Regions from separate parts of the Hordeum vulgare genome. Here region 2 is linked to region 1. A link is a contact called in public Hi-C data. All regions are on one chromosome and are shown on one strand. Each heading gives the region's core, a stretch centred on a gene start, on an enhancer-like site or on the middle of the called end of the contact. The rest is flanking DNA. Distances are from core to core; before and after follow the strand shown. Region 1 holds the start of LOC123448754 (protein ETHYLENE-INSENSITIVE 3-like 1a). Region 2 has its middle 190 kb from the start of LOC123448754.

Region 1 (4,235 bases), core at 989-3,488:
GCGCGCGCGACATCTTCTTGCGGCGCGCCTGCTCCTGCGACTGCCGCGGCTTCAACCCGTCGCCCACTCCGCCGCCGCCGGCCGCCTGCTCCTTGCCGCGGCTCTGCTGAAGCTCCTTGAGGCGCTTGAGCTTCATGCGGTCGCGCCACATGCGGCGCTCCAGCTCCTCGATGTCATCCACGTCGTCGTCGCTGTCGTCCTCCCCGGCGTCCGGGAAGTTGTCCGTCGGCGGGTCCACAAGGTCGCCCTCGCCCATGACGCACTGGTCGCCGGAGGAAGTCTGTGGCATAAGGGAGCCGAAGCCGAGGTTCTTGTCGTTGCCGTTCTGCTGGAGCAGATCCACGAAGTTGTGCACGCCGGGGAACGCCATGCCCTGATCCATCAGCAGCCCACCTCCCCCTCCCATCATGGTCACTCGAGCAACTCTTCTCTTTCAATATAAATTCCACTTGCTCTACTACTACTTGTAGCTGTGGTGTTCAGCTGCACAGAAGCAAATCAAAGAGGCCAGGTTAATTACCAACTTATTGCTGAGTCTGAATGCAATAACTAGGCAACATGTGCAACAAGATTAGTGTTAAAGAGGCAATTACAGTTAAGACTACTAATACTAGAGCTTAAAATAGCCATAATACTATTATCTTAATAAGGTAATTAGACGGTGACTTAAGACATATGTGCTTCAGTTGCTATCTTCTTCTCCTTGTTCATAAAACATCCCAGATCTACCATAACCCGGAGACAATCATGTGGCATAAAAGCAAGTTTACCAATTGAAGCAAGCACCGGAAGGCCCGGTCTGCATGTGTTTTGGCTAAACAAAACGCACTCGATCTTATCCAACCCACACACCCCACACACCCCGCACGCACACACCTGCTATGATCCTCTTCACAAATAGGTAGATCATCACCACCTAAGGAAGGCAGCGCACGCAACTAGCAGAGGCATCTAATCTAACACGAGCTTATCTTCTTTTTCTCTCTGACATGATCATATCGGACGGCATAACTAACAGAAATGGGTGTGTTATGCATGACCATATATATAAAACGCTAACGGAAGAACGAGCCAAATAATTGAAGCAGTGATGAACGCATCTATGGGTTTTACCAAACATAATTATTTTTCTTCATGATTTTAACGGGTCCTAGCATAGCAGATCAAGGAAGGAACTGAAGCATGTGTTTTCTTTCTTTCTACTGATCATGTTTAAGCGTATGAAAGATTGCTCTGATCCAATCACATGGGCTTGGCGAAAATGATCAGAAAGCAGGGGGGACACTCCACTTTTCAAGGGGAGAAAGCCATCTTTTATGTGATGATATTTACCTGTACTACCTTTTTTTTAAGAACATTTATTTGTACTACCTAGCCAAACATGTATCGACAGTTGGAAACAAGAACATGTACCCATGTGCTCACCGAAAAGGAAACAAAGTAGTAGTATAGTCTACAAAAGGGGAAGATAACAATAGAGAAAATGGATCAAGCAGGCATCAAAATGGAGAAGAGACGGGAAATTTTCCCTCTCCTGAGAAGAGAAAACAGGAATAGCATTCCATTCCTTGCTGACAAAACAAAATAAAATCCTTCCAAAAACGCTAGGTGCTACTACTATATATTCCAGATTTCCAAAAGAAAAGAAAGAAGGGAACTCTTGTAATTGGACTTGTCCAAAAATATCTCCCCAGAGCAATGAAAAAGAAGAGCGAAGAAGCACAAACTGGAATTGATAACTGCTGCAGAAGCAACTCTAGGACGGACCCCGGAAAATATCCAGAGAGAAAAAAAATACCCAAAAGAAGGAAGCATGGTCGCATATAGCTAGCCTATCGCAGAGGTCCTAGCCAATCAAGAGCACGGACAAAACACATGATAAAGGGATAGATTAGGAAGAAGAAGCATATGATGAAGGCACACATGAACGCAAAAGGGAGATGGCAGGGAGGGCAGCATGAGCTCACCTGCGTCGATCTCCCTCCCACTTCTAGTTTTTATCCGGTTTTCACCTTTGCCATGACCTGGGAGAGCTAGGAAGAGGGGCGGAGAGAAGAACAGCGAAGGGAGGGTGGGGGAAAGGGGGAGAGAAGAAGGCACGAGGAGAGGAGAGGGGAGATGAGATAAGAACAGGCCAAGGGAAGGGGGGGAGGAGACCACGGCGCAAGAGCACAAAGCAGCAGCTAATAGGCGGCAAGTGGGTGTGGGTGGCGCTCGGGCGCAACAGCGACAGGGACCCCTTCCATCTTATAATCGCCCCCTTTCCTTTATATTATAGAGCAAAAATGGTGCTAGTCCCACGCACGAACCGCCGCTGCGCTGCGATGTGGTAAGTGAAATTTCACGGCCGCGACAGCGCGCCGCCCGGCCTCGGCGAGGTTAAAGAAAAGGTCTGGTGGCCTCTCTCCCTGTGACGCGTGGGGTCCCAGTCGGTGCGCTCCGTAACGTGGGGTCCGACCGCCGCGGGAGCGCGTGAGCTACGGACAATGCCGCTACAGGTTTGGAGCCAAGTTTACTGTTTTGCCCTATCGTGGACTCTCTCCAGACTTGGTTGGCTGTGGGCCATGATCTTCTGCGCGCAGCAGCTCGCGAGAAGTCTTCTTCCTAGGGGACGTTTTCTTGCACCATTTTGCTCATTTCGGGGCTTAGAGCATCTCCAATAGATGAGGTGATGTAAAATAGGAGACAAAAACACAATGATGTAAAATATACATCAGCAAAAACGTGTTGTTTGGTGCATCGAAGGTGTCGAGCTTTAATAGATGATGTAAAATAAGGCACGAGGTTTCCAATAAATAATCTAAAATAAAGGGTGGCCTCACCCATTTTATACTAAACTTTATCAAACAAATATATAATTGAACACAAAATACATATCTTAACCACAAATAAAGTGCATCACACCAAAATAATCCACACAAACATAGTGCCCGAAAGTATTTCAAACAAAAGTTTTATATTTAAACAATAAAATAGATAAATAAAAGGCACTCAAACTTCAGCTTCTTATTCGTCGATCTTCTCCTTGTCGCAATTGCTATCTTTCTCTTCTTGCACGGTCTCCGAACCATTCATTGTCGTAGCAACATTGGGAGTCATATTGCCACCTACATATACATCATAGTCGTATCCTCCCATGCCGGCATTCATACCTCCACCCATCATGATCATGTATCCTCCCATAGTGGCATTCATACCTCCTCCCATTTGTGCACCATATGATCTCCCATCATGTTCATCATGCTCATTTGTTTCATTGCCAACATTTGATCATGACAAAGATCAATATGTGTCTTCTCCTTCGCATCCATACCACATGTATCCATGAACATAAACTTTTGCTCTCTTTCCTCCTTAAGTTTGCGCTCCTCGACCGCCAACTTCCTCTCTTCCAGCTCCACCTTGCGCTCCTCGATGTCGGCCCTCCTCTCATCTGCCGCAATCTTCCTCTCCTCGGATGCATTCCTTGCCTTTATTTCTTGTAACTTGAGCATCTTCTTCTCTTTGGCATACTCCTTGTGTGCATTCACTATTGCTTCAAACCCCTCTTTGAGATCACTATCTCCTACTTTTGAGCCTTTCTATTTCTTCCTTCCATCTGACCTCTTTGTCTTGGGTTTGGCAACGTTGTCTTCACCACTTCCATCATTCTCATCGTCTTCATCAATCTCCACCGCCTTTCTCTTGTTTGGAATTTCATACAAATCCCTGTTCTTCCACTTCTCCTCATTTTCAAGCTCACTGCAACAATGATGTAATGTAAATGGTCCCCCTTTCTTCTTCTTATCTCCTTTCTTCCCTTTTCTTTGGAATAAACCTTGAGCAATGCTTACCTACATGAAATATAAACCAGATTGTGTTAGACATAAAATAGAAAGCAAGTGCAATACTTACATTAAATAGAAAGCAAACAAGTAAATTTCACCTGATCATCATAGTTACAACCATTTGGATTCATTTTTTTCCACATTTGCCAAACAAGCAGACCACTTTTTACATTCACTATTAATAGTGTTCCATCGGTGACGGAGGGAAACATACGATCGTACAAACCCACTAGTGTTTCACTCGCAAAAAAATCCTTCATCCTCAACCAATATGTGTTGGACGCTTGATTGGTTCCAACAACCGCATCAATAGAAACTCTCTTCCATGTCATGCAAATCAACACATTTCTTCATTGCTATAATTCACAACTCTACCCTTCGAGTTAACAAAATCTTCATCTTCTATGT
Region 2 (4,235 bases), core at 623-3,122, 190 kb after region 1:
CATGGAAAGATTGAAAAGGTTGTTCCACTGAATTTGGCACTTTAACATGTACACTTGAGATCTATTTTTGCTACACCATATTCGATTGAGATTTAACTAAATCTCAGTTGCCCCACACATGAGATTTGCCTTTTTATTTTTTTATTTCTTTTATTTTCCTTCTTTTGTGCCGATAGGAGATGTGCAACTATAATTGTGTCGATGGGCCGCTTTATGACGTCCTTCTATTTTTTTCAAGATCATCTCTTGCATAAAATTAAGGACTGCAATAGATGGGAAACTGTTGCTGGGGGAGGGCTCTCAGCCGCCGGTTTCGTTCGCTAGGAGAGGCACCCCCCTAGCAAATGTTTCTGGTCGTTCCCCAAGGGGTGGGCCACGACGACCTTGAGACCCAAAAGGCCTAGTTAAAAAATGCCATCCACTACATAAAAATGACATCCTATCAGACATTAGAAAAGAAAAGCCTAACTTAACCACCATGTGAAAAAGGCCTTTAAGGAACACCCAAAAGAATGTGATCTCTTTAATATAAAATATCATCTCTCAAATAATAAATGACGTCTCTTAATAAAAAATGACATCTCTTAAATAAAAATATGCATCACTCTCGCCCCCTTAAATAAAAAATTGCATATTTAAAAAATGATGACATTTAAGCATCACACAAAAAGAGTCATCTCTTTGATAATAAAAATGTTATCTCTAAAATAAAAAACGCCATCTCTTGAGATAGAAAATACCATCTCTTAATATAAAAATCCCATCCTTAATAAATAAAAAATGCAATCTCTTAATTTGAAAAATGACATGTACAAAAAAATTAAAAAGGGGGATTCTTAAAATGTCATGTGACGTAGTTCAAAAAATTGTAAACTACTATGCTATTATTTTTTCTATAAAATGTCATCTGGTGAAAAAAAGGAGCCTCGGACTCAATCCTAAGGATCAGTTCTTTTCGTAGCTTCTAGAATAAGCTGAAATAAGCTACCCCTACTCAGCTTATTCTACAAGCCCAATCAAATATATTCTTTTAGAAGCCTACTAATCAAGTCTTGATTGTTAGGCTTTTAAAAGAAAAAAAATTAGTTGGGCTTCTAGAATAAGCTGGGTAAGGGGTAGCTTATTCTAAAAGCCCAAAAAAGCTATCAAAAGAACTAGCCCTAAGTCTTCTAGGTGTGAGGGCGCCTGGCCAGCTACAACGGTGGTGGTGTAGTGTTTTTGATTTCTAACATGTTTGCTGGCATTTATCATACAACGAACTATTTTAAAAATCTGACGTGGATCCAATGTTATGCCAAGATTCGTGCAACCGAATCCAACAGGAGAGACGGCGTTCGCTAGCAACTGCCATATATCTGCCGTAGCCGGTTATGATTTCCAAAAATTAAACCTAAGGATGTGCGCCACTTCCAACTTTGCGATTATTGACGCAATTGATACTACCACTTTAGGTTCTAAGTAATTTTCCCGGCCACATCTTTCAAAAGAAAAAAAATTCCCGACCAACAGGAGGATTATGTAATTTTAACTTATCTTCTCATCTTATGCAACATGGATATACTTTACAGTTGGAAAAACTTAGTCAAGCATCTTCTGGATTTATTTATTTTTTGGCAGGAAAAGTATCTTCTGGATTTGATCGCCCAAATCTAATATTTGTAAACTCGTGTTTAGAGACAAGTCAACCTTGCAATCTGCCACGAGCTATAGACTATACATTCATATATAAGGATGCAGTACTAATGATTGAAACAGGGTGTCCTTTTTAAGATACACTATACATCTCCTGTTTTGTGGTAGTATTTATACGGAGCCGTGTATACGTGTCCCATCTCCAGTTAGTTAAGTCGTATCTGTCAGTCCAGCCTGGTCATGTTGCCGAGCGGAGGGACAAGTAGTATGCACAAGCGTGCGTATACACGGAGGTGCCAGCTTAGGGTTTTTTCTCACTTCTTGATTCACCAAAACATGCCCTGAATTGCTACGCCTCTTTGGGACCATCAACTGTTAATTATTCATGTAAACCATTGGGGTGAATGAAGGGCCAAATTCGTACTACAGATATATGCACATGACGAGCTCCGATTTGCGGCCAGCCTTCATTAGCAAGAAGACTGCCGGAACTGCACAATAGTACTACATGGGGTAGTATTCTTTTTACTGTATGTACTATTAGGCACTATGGCATTCTACCCAAAAACTTGGGGTGACTTGTTTGTAGTAACAATTATTTTGAGGTTAGGCCGACAATGGCGTGGTTGCCATTTATTGACGACGAGTCGCCACTAATCGAGGGGCCTGATCTGATCTTGCTTGGCGCAACACCCCAAAACGCTCCCTGCTACCCGCTGCCGGGGATAAAAATGCACATGCCGCTTGCCATCTTCCCGTCCAAAGTTCCCAGCGCAAGCCAAGGGTACCAGGTTCTCTGCACAACCGCTGCGGCAGACAGTTGCATGTTACACGGAGCAGCAACGCGAAACCGAGCCAGCCACCCATTTGTCAATGGCCACTTGGCGGGCGATGTGCTCCCTCCGGTCAGGCAGACGCTGCATCCGATGGCCATTTCTTATGTGGATCCCGGGCGGATTTCGTTGTTAAATCGCCTGGGGTTAACGCATGCGGTGTAGGCTGGAGTTGGCAGCATAGGGATTCCGCTTCGCTGTCTGAATCGTGCCCCTGCCTGTCTACGTTCAGTGCTCTGCTAGCTGCTGCGATCTACTGGAGATCTCGCGTTCACGTCCGTGCACCTCTGCAGCTGATTATAACCCTTTGCTTATGATCGGGTTTCTTGGTGGTGCGTGCTTTGATGAGGCCAAGAAATTTCAGATTCTGGTTTACTCTAATCGATAAGAGAGCGTGTGCTTGCTAACGCGGTTTCGCTAGGTTCATGTACACAAGCGAAATTTGATCACATGTATTCCATAATGTAAGACGTTTTTCAAGATTTGTCTTATACTCCACATTCGTTTCTAAATATAAATATTTCTACAGATTTTAATATAAAATACATAAGAATATATAAAATATTTTAGAGTATATATTCACTTGTTTTACACGTATACACTTTATATTAAAATCTATAAAAAAACTTATATTTATAAATGGAAGAAGTATTATGGATCGACGGGAGTAGTATATATGCATTCCCGCAAAAAAGGGATAATGTACATCTAGCTGGAACTAGGCGTGGTATGTACATGCCACACTTTGGTACGCCTCACATGATCAGATGCAACACTTGAGCGAATATATTTACGTGCCATCTGGAGCGACCAAAGCCCAGAGGCATGTGAAATCATGAACTAAGAAAAGTAATTTTGTGCGTCTGAGCATTTTTTTTAACACAAATGAAAACCGAAACATATGCACATCCTTTTATCTTTATAAACACACATATCTACATCGTACATGTATGAACATCTTTAAATGACTAAATTGGCATAATATTTTAAAATTAACAAAGTCGTCATATATGTTTTCGTAGTTAACAGGATTGTCTCCTCCCACTGATCACACATCATCAAAAGAGCTGAAATAAATCTAGAAAAATACAAACACCAATGTCAAATTCGAAAATTTAAACTTAGATAGATTTGAGATAATACTGTTCTCCTAACTATTTAACCACGGTTAAATTGCGCAGCCTCAGGGATGTGCGGGTTGAAATATAGCCAAGGTATTTTTTTTCCTTTTTCACTCTATCTTTTTAGTCGCCCGATCGTGTGTGATCGTTGGGCTTGCAAATTCCTATGAAGGCCGCAGCCTAATAACGCACGCTCATTTTACCCGTCGCTCGCTTGGGAGTGCAAAACTTGCTTACAGTTAGCAAGTGTATAGATTCTGTCTCGCCTGAAGCATTTCCGTGTGCTACAGTATTCGGCCGGCACAACACAATAGCTAGTTTTCCCACTGGTTACAATGCTCAATTTTATTTTATTTTATATTACTTTTTTGGTTTTTTTATTTCCTCTTTCTCTTTGAGTTTTTTTTCTTTTTTCTATTTTTATTGCCTTCCTCTATTTTTCTTTTTCTTTTTCCCTTTCATTTCCTTTCTTTATCGTTGTTAATTATTTATCTTCACATTTCCTATCTTTTTTCTGGTTTTATTTTGTTTTTGTTTTCTTTGCTTCTTTATCATTTTTTAACACAGGTCTAGTTTTTTCATACACAATTTACATTTTTCGTATACATCAGGTAATAAATTTCATGCACATGTATATATTTTATATATA

What was found. A called contact is a pair of places that touch in the nucleus more often than the background predicts.
Region 2: a Hi-C map of leaf shows a contact between it and region 1, with 2.5 times the contacts expected there. The contact joins the enhancer-like site here to the promoter of LOC123448754 in region 1. A contact is called at or near these places in 2 of 6 Hi-C or Micro-C datasets (leaf and seedling) and 1 of 1 datasets of contacts at active chromatin or transcription factors (embryo).

The regions. Positions count from the first base shown.
Region 1 is chr4H:407,694,197-407,698,431 of MorexV3_pseudomolecules_assembly, forward strand. LOC123448754 (protein ETHYLENE-INSENSITIVE 3-like 1a) reads right to left here and starts at 2,239. Exons shown (of 2, transcript XM_045125751.1): 1 at 1,968-2,239; 2 at 1-483. The coding sequence starts at 409.
Region 2 is chr4H:407,889,154-407,893,388 of MorexV3_pseudomolecules_assembly, forward strand. No RefSeq gene overlaps it. Among protein-coding and RNA genes, the nearest start is that of LOC123448754, 190 kb to the left of the region's middle. Within about 2 kb of position 1,873, at least 3 of the 3 cell types and tissues checked have open chromatin away from gene starts, as enhancers often do. A contact at or near this core is called in leaf and seedling, where this site is marked.